2 separate regions of the Mus musculus genome follow, and region 2 is linked to region 1. Evidence: chromatin contacts called from public HiChIP or PLAC-seq data. All regions are on one chromosome and are shown on one strand. The core of a region is the stretch at or near the end of the contact, and the rest is flanking DNA. Distances in the headings are between cores, read along the strand shown. Region 1 overlaps Fubp3 (far upstream element (FUSE) binding protein 3). Region 2 holds the start of Fubp3 (far upstream element (FUSE) binding protein 3).

Region 1 (4,926 bases), core at 1,256-3,755:
GCCTGGGCTGAGTACTACAGGCAGCAGGCCGCCTTCTATGGGCAGACTTTAGGGCAGGCTCAGGCCCACAGCCAGGTCTGTAGCCAGTCCCCAGCGCCATGATGCCACGCAGCCTTTGTGCTTGCCTAGCCCCAGGGTGAGCACAGTGGCCTGTGGGGGTCTCCTCTGTCCCTCCACTCCATAACTGAGCTTGAGCAGAGGCTGCTTCTAGCTCTGGGCCTAGAAACCCTGACTATACCTAAGTGCCCTGGGTCTGCAGTGAGCCAGGACCACTCCAGCAGTAGTTCTTGCAGAGAGTGGCCAGGTTGGGCCTTTACCTGCACAGCACCTTTGGGGCCAAGCAAGTGGAGGGCCAGCTTGGCCTCTTTCTGTGTAGAAATGAGGAGGGCTCTCTCCCGTTCTCAGCCAAGAAGGAGCTCTCTTTCCTTGGACCTTGGGGGCAAGGCTCCCTCCCAGGGGGTACCTTTTGCCTTGTAGGAAGCTGGGGTTAGACCTGGTGACCCAGGAGAAGCCTTCCCCTTTCACCCCATACCCCCACATTCTGACCCTAGAACCTGAGGTGCTTAGCATTCAGTACCTGGTGGTATGAGACTCTGGTCTTGGGCTGACCCTCTCCCTCCCCCCACAGGAGCAGTAGATGGGCATCTGCCGCGGCTCTTCCCCGAAATCAGTGTGAGAGAAACCTGTTTGTTACAGAGATTTTTAGATTTGCAAACCTTTTGATGAAGACCTTTGTTTTGTTCTGTGAAACACTATATTTAGATTAACAGAAATTTTCTAAAAATTGGGAAAATTAGTTACTAAACATTGCTGGTAATTTTTACGTCATGATTTCTTTGTAAATGTGTGAGCTCCGGGGCTCTTGGAGCGAAACCTGCAAGCTCGGGTGCCCAAGCTCTCCTCGGAGCCTGGCATTTCATCACACGATGGCTTTGTCTTGTGTCTTTTTAGTTACAGTTTGGGGTGGGTTTGTTGTTGTTGTTGTTGTTGTTGTTGTTGGGTTTTTGGTTTTGGTTTTTGTTTTCCCTTTTTTTTTTTTTTTTTTCTGTTACAACAGAAAAAATGGCTTGGAAGTCTTAGGTGGTAATGTAACAAATTCTTTAAAAATTTTTGAAGCAGTATTTAAATATTCGTAAATGTAAATTCATTGTGTTTCACCTCTAATTTCTTGTATCTTGGCTGTCTGGTTTTATTGCATTTTTTAAAAAAAACTGAACTATTATGTATTGTAATTAATGATGTGAATTTTGAACTGAGACGGGTCCTTGTGTTGCGGGAGGGTCATTTGTGGGTTATGTCATTTCTAGCGTTTTGATGGTGATGCAGAGACGCGGTCTGCCTTCGTGTAAGCTGCTCGTCTCCATTATCCAGGGCAGTTGTGTGTCTAAGACCTCCAAGCTGGTTTTAAAAACAAAAAGCCTTTCTCTATTCTCAGAAATATAAATACTGTTATTTTTAATATTAAAAAGAAATTCAATATAACTTTTAACAAACACTGTGGACATTAAACCATATAAAAAAATGTAGTAACTATTTTTTAATTCCAGGGTGTTTTTGCTTTTTTTCCTTAAATATTTTCTTAATATTTGTCAAATTAACTAGATAAATAAATAAATCTAGTATTAACAACAGTATGAGTTAAATAATTTTGATTTAATAAAAGGGATACTATGATTTCCAATGTTTACTGTAGTGTATCTGTACAGATAACATGTATTTTTAAAGGAAACACGGAGTTGAAGCTATTTTTTCCTGCATTTTGGATTGACCTGAGGAACATTCCGTTTGAAACGTGCTCGTTACGGTTTGCCGTTCTTGTTTTCCTTATGATGCTTGAAATGTCTAACTATTAAAAAGGCATTGGAAATGTTATGCATGTTGTTTTTTAAAGATGTTCTTTTTATTTGACTGACAATTCATTTTACACTCTATATAATAAAATTTCCACAAGATGTCTTGTGGGCAAAGTGTTCTTAGTCTGTTTTGTTTGCTGGCCCCTGTCTCTTGCCCTGCCTAGCTGATAATGGCTCTGCATCAGCCCAACTCTTTGATATACACAGCCTCTGGGGACTTCTGAAGTAAAGTTCGTTTTATGTGGCAGCTTTACACTTGACCCTTTGACTTAAGGCCACACTAAGGACCGGCCTTCACAGTGACAGCATCTGAGCGAGAACAGTCCTGCTTGGTCCTGAGAAAGGTGTGGTCCCTGAGGAAGCCAATGGGTCAGCACCCCACTGAGCTGAGACCCTCCCCACCCCCCACTCTGAGGTGGCATGTTCTCACCTAAAAGCACACCAGCCCTGCCCTGTGTGTGCGCGCGCCTAGGCGGTCTCCCTGCCTGTGGCACCCTCAAGGCCCACTCACCCATGCCAAGAGTCATAAATGGCGCAGGCTTGCGGGAGGATGCATTTTCTTAAATGTATCGGTAAGTACAGATTAGCGTTTGTCCCCAGTGAAATCTTCCCAGCAGGCCCAGGTAGGACTCTGAGACTGCAGCAGATGCATCCCTTTTGTTCTGAGAAAACAAGAATACAACCCCACCTACCGCAGGCCTACCACAGGGCCCAGAGGGGGAAAGGCAGCCTTGCTGGCTGTTTTCTATCTCTGTTTGAAAGCAACTGGTTTGAAATTTAGTTTCTTACCAGGGCATCTGCCTGGCTCAGCCTTCACCCTGTACTTACATACTATGGAATTGTCCCAGTGTAGTCAGTCACCAGTCCTTGCTCAGAACCCTCTTCCTGGTGTGTGTTTGTATATATCGAAAGAGAAATAGTAGACCCATTAGAGTGTGTGTGTGTGTGTGTGTGTGTGTGTGTGTGAACATACAACAGGCCCATTACGATAACGTGCATGTGTTTGTGTGCCTTGTCTCCACCACACACTTGAGAATGAGAGACACATCTGTGGATCCTTTAGCCCAAAATGGTATGGAGAATGTCCCATCTGGGCCACACTGAGGCCTGTTGAGAGCCGGAAGACAAAAAGGAGATGTGGCATCTTTAACTACACCTCTAGAGAATCGAGTTTGACATTGAGAAATTGAATAGTGAAAGCCACTGGGGAGGGGGAGGGCCAGCCACAAGGGCAGCAGCGCTGATGGCAGTAATGCAAGTTGGAGAGGGCATTACAGGGAAGACTTCCTTCTAATTCATCTTCCATGCTCAGTGCCAAAACAGCATTTGGCATGGCTCACAGGGAGCAATTGTGTGATAATGAACCCTAAGGTGTCCCTTAATTGAAGACTGAGCATTGCGGTTTGTGCCAAGAGTCATAAATGGCGCAGGCTTGCGGGAGGATGCATTTTCTTAAATGTATCGGTAAGTACAGATTAGCGTTTGTCCCCAGTGAAATGCCGTACTATAAATTATGGAAATCTCTCTTTCCCTCTGATGCAATCTTCTGTTGGGGGGTGGGGTGTGCAGAGCAGCAGGCCGCAGGGGGGAAAGTTTGCAAGCATATGAAATTTGGCCTCTCATTAACATGGCGCCCGCCCTCTGAAGATGGTTTCCATCAGCAGTCTGTCGTCCTGGAAGGCTAAAGTGCTTGAAATGTACCAGGTTCAGCGGTTGTGTTCCATTAAGAAAGCTGCATGGTCATCATGGAGGGCAGTATGTGTTTGGCGAGGTAGGAGTGGGTGGTGCCTGGTCTGTCTTCAGAGGGCTCCCCCAACACCCACCTTGCCACACCCATGCTGGCTCTGCCCACAATCAGGATTCAGCAGGACTTCCGCTGAACTGAAGCAGCCCCATCCAAATTGGAACTGGAGTGAGGAATTCTCCATCCTCCAAGACATGCACCTCCATAACCGCCCCTGGCCTGTCAAGTAGGAGGCAGTCTTATGCCTCAGTGGGACCATCTTAGATGGTGATCACCCATGTATCTGTCCTATGGCCCCACAGGCATACAGATGGTGTGCTGAAGTGCCCGGACCAAGGGGCACTGGACATGCGGGAGCCCGGCTCCAGCTGGCTCCCGGACTGCTGTTTCCCAGGCCCACTTCCAGCCCTCCAGGGCCCAGCTGGGGTTTAGGTTGAGCTAATGCAATGCAACTGCTCCTGAAGGACTCAGATTAATGGCCAGAAAGTGGTCTGACAATCCCACAGGGGGCTGCTGAGCCAGGGTGCTTGCATGGTTATCTTGGGCTTTGTCTTAAGCCTTTCTCCAAGTTCCAAAAGGGAGTGCTCACCCTTTCCATACTGGACCCAAGGCTGGAAGGTACTGACCTACACCTTGACACAGACTCAAAGGGGCAGGTGCTGTGTGGTCCAAGCCTTCTGTGGTAGGGCCAAGCCCACTACTCACAGAGCAGGTAGTCCCTGGACAGTTGCTGGTGAGGTAGCTGAGGTGGAATGTCCTAGGACAAGAGCAGAAGTCATTTGACATTTACCTCATTAAGATGTATTTGAAATCCTTACCCAATACCTTTGCAGTCATTCATGGATCGAAGTCAGTATGACTGTCCTGTGCCATCTCCCACAGAGCTCAGACAGTATCATTTCTTTCTCTATATCCTGGCTGAGCTTGAACTCAGATCCACCTGCCTCTGCCTTCCGAGTGCCAGGATTAAAGGCGTGCGCCACCACTGTCTGGCTTGTGTGTCATTTTAGACAAGAGTCTGCGTCCCACACGGCCACATTCTTCAGATGTCTGTGCTTTTCGTTGGCGATTGTGCTGTTAAACTCCAAGCACGATAAGCCACAAGCACTGCTTGATAACTCTGAGCATGGGAAGCTGGGTGGGCCTTTAGGCAATAGGTATGGGCATTGGACTGCATGCAGGCCTGAGTAGGTTCTGTGCCTGTGAGCTGGATGTCGGTGGGTCAAAGTTGATACCTACGTACACCTGTAAATATAGACACAGTTCTAAGCATAGATGCTCATCTGTGCTTCCTGACTGCAGATGCAATGTGACCAGCCATCTCATGCT
Region 2 (4,926 bases), core at 734-3,233, 45 kb before region 1:
TCCAGAACCATGTGGTTTCTGGAGACAGACCTCACATCTGTGCAGCAAGAGCTTCCTTTCCTGCCTGAGCTGTCTCTCCATTCGGAAGAGTCGTCTGCTGGTCTCTGAGGCAAAGCTACTCACAACCAGTATGTATGCAGTTTGTTTGGGTTTTAGCTGTCTTGAGACAGGTTCTACCACAGGCTAACCCTTATTGTATAGCTCAGAGTGACCTCACCTTCTTATCCTCCCACCGAGTCTCTGCTGTCAGTCCTTTGTTCCAGCCAATCCTAGCTAGGCATTTATTTCCTGAGTTTGAATCACATTTGAGTGAGTATGCATTGCCAAAGTTATCTATTCAAAAGGGCAGAAGGAGTTCCAGGACAGCCAGGGCTATACAGAGAAACCCTGTCTCGAACACCCCCCCTTCCAAAAAAAAAAAAAAAAAAAAAAGGGCAGAAGGGAAAAACAAAAACTCTGTGCTACTTGTGCTTTCTTGAAAGCTTTAAATTATCCTCAATGTTTTAGTAAACAAATTAGACTGGGCTCCTGCCTGTAGGCCACTTGGGTGGTGGCAGCAACATTTCTGCACTCACTGTCTAAGATGCTTCCCCTGTCCTCATTGGACAAAATTCTTTACGTATTCATTGAACAGATACCAAGCGCCAACCAAATCAACAGGGGGTTTGTAATAAGTGTTAGATAAAGAGACCCTGGATAGAAGAACATCCCATTTCTACTCATCAGGGCCAGCCAGTTGGGAGTATGGAAGAGTGGACAGTGTTTCCTCAGAGGTTGGTAGGACAAACGTCAAGTAGGGCCAAGTCTGTCCTGAAGATTGAAACTCTGTGTTTGCTAAACTCAAGCATAGATGAAGTGAAAACTCTCCACCATCCAGAGTGCCAGCTTGGTCTCCCCTACGGGTTTGGAAATGATCTGTCTAAAGTGATCAACCTGTGCAGTTTGGCCAGCTTCTTTGATTTTGCCATAATCTAGGAATCATTCAGAGTCAGCGATATTCAACTTAGAATTAGTTTCCTAAGCATCTGCTATGTGCCAAACTCTAGGAATCCAAGAAAAAAAAAAAACGAGAGCCTCAGGGTTGATGAGGTGGCTCCGCGGTGTGGGTGTTTGCTGCCAGACCTGATAACCTGTTTGATTCCCGGGACCCATATGGTGGAAGTATATAACCAACTCTAGGGAGTTGTCCTCTGACTTTCACATGTATGTGGTGACACATTCTACACGCACACACTGAAACGAAGAATGGAAGGAAAGAATAGTAAATTGAGTTTCAAGTAGCTAGCTGCGGGTGACCTAGAACATGACCTTGAACTCCTGAACTTCCGTACAAACCCACTGCCCATACATATTGGCACAGTGGGGTGTAACTTTTTGTTCTGACGGAGGCAGGGGGTTCTGAAGTGAGACTCCCCCCTTTTCCTTCCCCTCAAGCATTCAAACATTCCTAAAGATCTCTTGCCTCAGCAGGCCCGGAAGCAATGATGGTCCCACGGTATTTCCTGTTACCCGGGTGAAAGAATGTGAAAGAGGACACCAGGCTTCTTTTGAGCAGTGTCATCAAACCGATCCTTGGCAAACTGATGGCCCATTCTGGAGCCTGGGACTCCCTGCAGCAAAGGCGGAGCCCTGCCGTACTAAGGGTCCTAGTACCAAGTAAGGTGCTCAATCTCAGTCAATGCAGCACACCACGACCCCACTTCGAGAGGGAGGGGGCTGCCAGTGCACCTCGACGGCTTGGGTAAGGTGTTGGAAGAGCCAAGTCCAAGTTTCTCCTCCGTCAGGTGGCAAAACCACACAGCGGGGGACTATAAGGCCGCACCTGCGCCGCGGTGGCGGTCCCACGCTTGCTAAAGGCCTGGGGCCCACGCCTTTGGAGGGCGGGGTCGCAACCTGGTCTTTTTGACGGACATCTGCCTGTGCCCAGGGCAGGCCCCCCTCGCGCCACGGCCACGCCCCCACTTCCGGCCGGACAGCGGTCACGTGCTTTGAGACCCCGCCTCACAGACGCTGCTTTCCCCCAACCTATCTCTCTCTCTCTCTCTCTCTCTCTCTCTGTCTCCCTCTGAGCTAGCAGTGCCTTCCCTTCGCTTCCCTTCCGCCGGAAGTGGGGCGACTTTCCCTTTCCGGCTACGGGTCCCGGAGCGGAGTGGGAGGCCGGACCGGGGGAGCCGAGCGACGGCGGTGGCGGTGGGCTTGGCTATGGCGGAGCTGGTGCAGGGGCAGAGCGCTCCGGTGGGCATGAAGGCTGAGGGCTTTGTGGATGCCCTGCACCGGGTCCGGCAGGTACGGGCGCGGGAGGCCGGGGGCGGGAGGCCGCTGCGCCGACGCCTCCGGTGGGCGCCTAGGGCCGCGAGTCGCGGGAGGCCCGGGCGGTTCCCTCGGGAGCTCCGGGGCCAGAGGAAGCTTTTGCCAAGCGCTCCTGGCGCCCGCGCGCCCGACTGCACCCAGCGGCCTGCTCTCCATGATTCAGATCCCAGCAGGTCCTGGTTGTAGACCCCAGGCATCCATCTCACGCCCTGGACGTGGCTTCTGCAGCTTTGGGAAACCTCGCCTTCCACTTAATGCATTTCAAGCATATTGGAAGAAATTCGAGGATATTTTATATTTGAAATTCTCTATTTTGCAGAGAGAAGGGGAGGTGTTAAGTGGGTGGTCCTCGAGAGTTCCTTCTGGCGATTAGTCTTAACTCTACTGGGAAGAGTGTGGGATGGACTCGTTCGGACCGTGAAACTACCATCTGGCAATATTGTGCGTTTTGTCAGTGAAACTGGCTTTTTAGAGGACTTAGGCTTCTCTGAATGAATATGGGACCTCTCTGGCTCCTGGCATGGTGCCTAGTACAAAATTGTCCTTGTATTTTGCCTGAAACTTAGTGACAAGTTACCCCGACGCTCAAACTTTCCTCTATCCAGTGATGTTTATCTTCTCTGACTTTGTCAACTCTCTGGTTCTTTGAAAGTCGGGCTGTGTAACTAATGACGGTTTGGTTCCTAGTAGAATACCTGCCACAGGACTCATTGTTGGGAGAGTTTGACCGGTCACGTGAAAATGGGGTCTTTTCATCACTTTCCAGTAGTCCTTCGAGGAAACCCTACCTGTCTCCCCTATACTTTGCATATTAATACTGATGGTTCTGTAGACATTGTTTTATAACCTACCACAAATGTTGGACTCACCCAAAAGTTTCTCTGGTGGGTTGTTACTGCCTAGTTGGAGCAGTGAGTATCCAATAGTGTGATGATACTTCAGTTACTCCATGATTGTAATGGATGACCTTGCGCCCAGCTCCGCATCCACCGCTCTGCTCATGGGCATGGTTTTCCTTTGCTGGACAAGACCCTGAACCCTGTTTTTCACTAGTTGGTAAGATGTACTGGATCTCTCTCAATGCTAGAGTGTCAGAGCCATCTTGTTGGCTTTCTTCGACCACTAACAATTACAGTCGCTGCTTTAGGAAGCTCAGGGCCTCCTTAGTTGAATGTAAAATAAATTTGTTTTTTTGTTTTTGTTTTTGTTTGTTTGTTTTGTTTTTTTTTTCTTCCGAGAAGGTCTTTCTATGCAGTCCTGGCCGTTCTGGAATTCACTCTGTAGACCAGGCTGGCCTCAGACTCGGACATCTGTTTCTGCCTCCTGAGTATTGGGGGGTTGGAGGCTTTTTGCACTGCTACCCAGCTTATGAGAATTATTTATTTATTTTCCAAGCAGAGTTTATTTTTGTAACCCTCGCTGTCTTGGAGCTAGCTCTGTAGATCAGGCTAACCTTGAACTCTCAGGGATCCACCTGCCTCTGCCTGCCTCTGCCATCCTAGTGAAGTTTTAAGGATTGCTGAGACTTGCTTGGGGAGGTGGGGGTGGAGATACCTTCTGTTAAATCTGCCCTAACTTGGAGTGAGGAAAAGGAAATATTCCTTTGGGTTTCTTTTTGTTTGTTTTTGTTTTTTCTCTGTGTAACCCTGGCTGTCCTGGAACTCACTCTGTAGACCAGGCTGGCCTTGAACTCAGAAATCCGCCTGCCTCTGCCTCCCGAGTGCTGGGATTAAAAGCGTGCGCCACCACCGCCCGGCTTCTTTGGGTTTCTTATTTATGAAGTACACCACTACCTTAAGTGGTAATGAGCCCATTAGAGATTGGTGTGTTGCTTCTTAGTGGCAACAGCTAGAAGTCCATACTACCATTGAGAAATGATTTGAAGGGAATTAAAAAGAAAAAGTCTGGCAAAGTGGTGTACACCTTTACATCCCAGCACTTAGAGGCAGAACAGAAAAATCTCGGTGAGTTGCAGGTCAGCCAGGTCTACTACAGAGCAGGTTCTAGGTTCTCTGGGGCTGCCAGAGCTACACGATAAGACATTGTCTCAAAAAGCAAAGTCAAACAAACAAGCAAAAGTTTGTTGATAATTTTAGGGTTATTTAGGTAGATCTCGTTGGTCAAGGCTGGAAACTTAGAAATCTGCATTGTAGAGCTCTACTCTTCCAGAGGACCTGGGTTGGATTCTCAGCACCCGCATGATGGCTCCAGTTCCAGCTTCTGCAGGCTCTGTACAACAGGTTCTGAATAGACATACATGAATGCACCTACACACAGATCTTTTTTTAAAAACCTGCTAGAAAGATGGCTCAGCGGTTAAGAGCATTGCATGCTCTTCTAGAGGTCCTTAGTTCAATTCATAGCAACCACATGGTGGCTCACAACCATGTAATGGAATCTGATACTCTCTTCTAGCATACACACAGAACACTCATACATAAGTAAAAAAATTTTTTAAAAATTCAAAATCTGCATGTGATAAAGCTTAGTAAAGAAGACCCTGTTTGAGTATCTGGATAGTCAGGGTTCTGTGTCTCCATTACATATAGAGTGCTCCCAAGATGAACCTCTCTCACCCCCAGTAAATGGCAATAAGATATTTGTTTTGTCTTGTTT

The links. HiChIP or PLAC-seq counts read pairs in DNA pulled down with a chosen protein or histone mark.
Region 2: a contact with region 1 is called in an H3K27ac HiChIP or PLAC-seq map of embryonic stem cells, with 6 read pairs. The contact joins the promoter of Fubp3 here to the enhancer-like site in region 1. A contact is called at or near these places in 13 of 484 Hi-C or Micro-C datasets (CD4 T cells, the G1E-ER4 cell line, embryonic stem cells and 4 more), 7 of 115 datasets of contacts at active chromatin or transcription factors (the SCID.adh cell line, embryonic fibroblasts, embryonic forebrain and 2 more) and 3 of 9 other capture datasets (adipose tissue, liver and pancreatic islet).

What each region holds. Positions count from the first base shown.
Region 1 is chr2:31,615,551-31,620,476 of GRCm38.p6, forward strand. Fubp3 (far upstream element (FUSE) binding protein 3) reads left to right here. Exons shown (of 18, transcript NM_001033389.4): 18 at 1-1,976. The coding sequence ends at 102. Among named protein-coding and RNA genes, the nearest start is that of Mir6998, 5.6 kb to the left of the region's middle. Within about 2 kb of position 2,506, at least 11 of the 459 cell types and tissues checked have an H3K27ac peak or open chromatin away from gene starts, as enhancers often do. A contact at or near this core is called in embryonic stem cells, where this site is marked.
Region 2 is chr2:31,570,668-31,575,593 of GRCm38.p6, forward strand. It overlaps Fubp3 (far upstream element (FUSE) binding protein 3), which reads left to right and starts at 1,984. Exons shown (of 18, transcript NM_001033389.4): 1 at 1,984-2,286. The coding sequence starts at 2,203.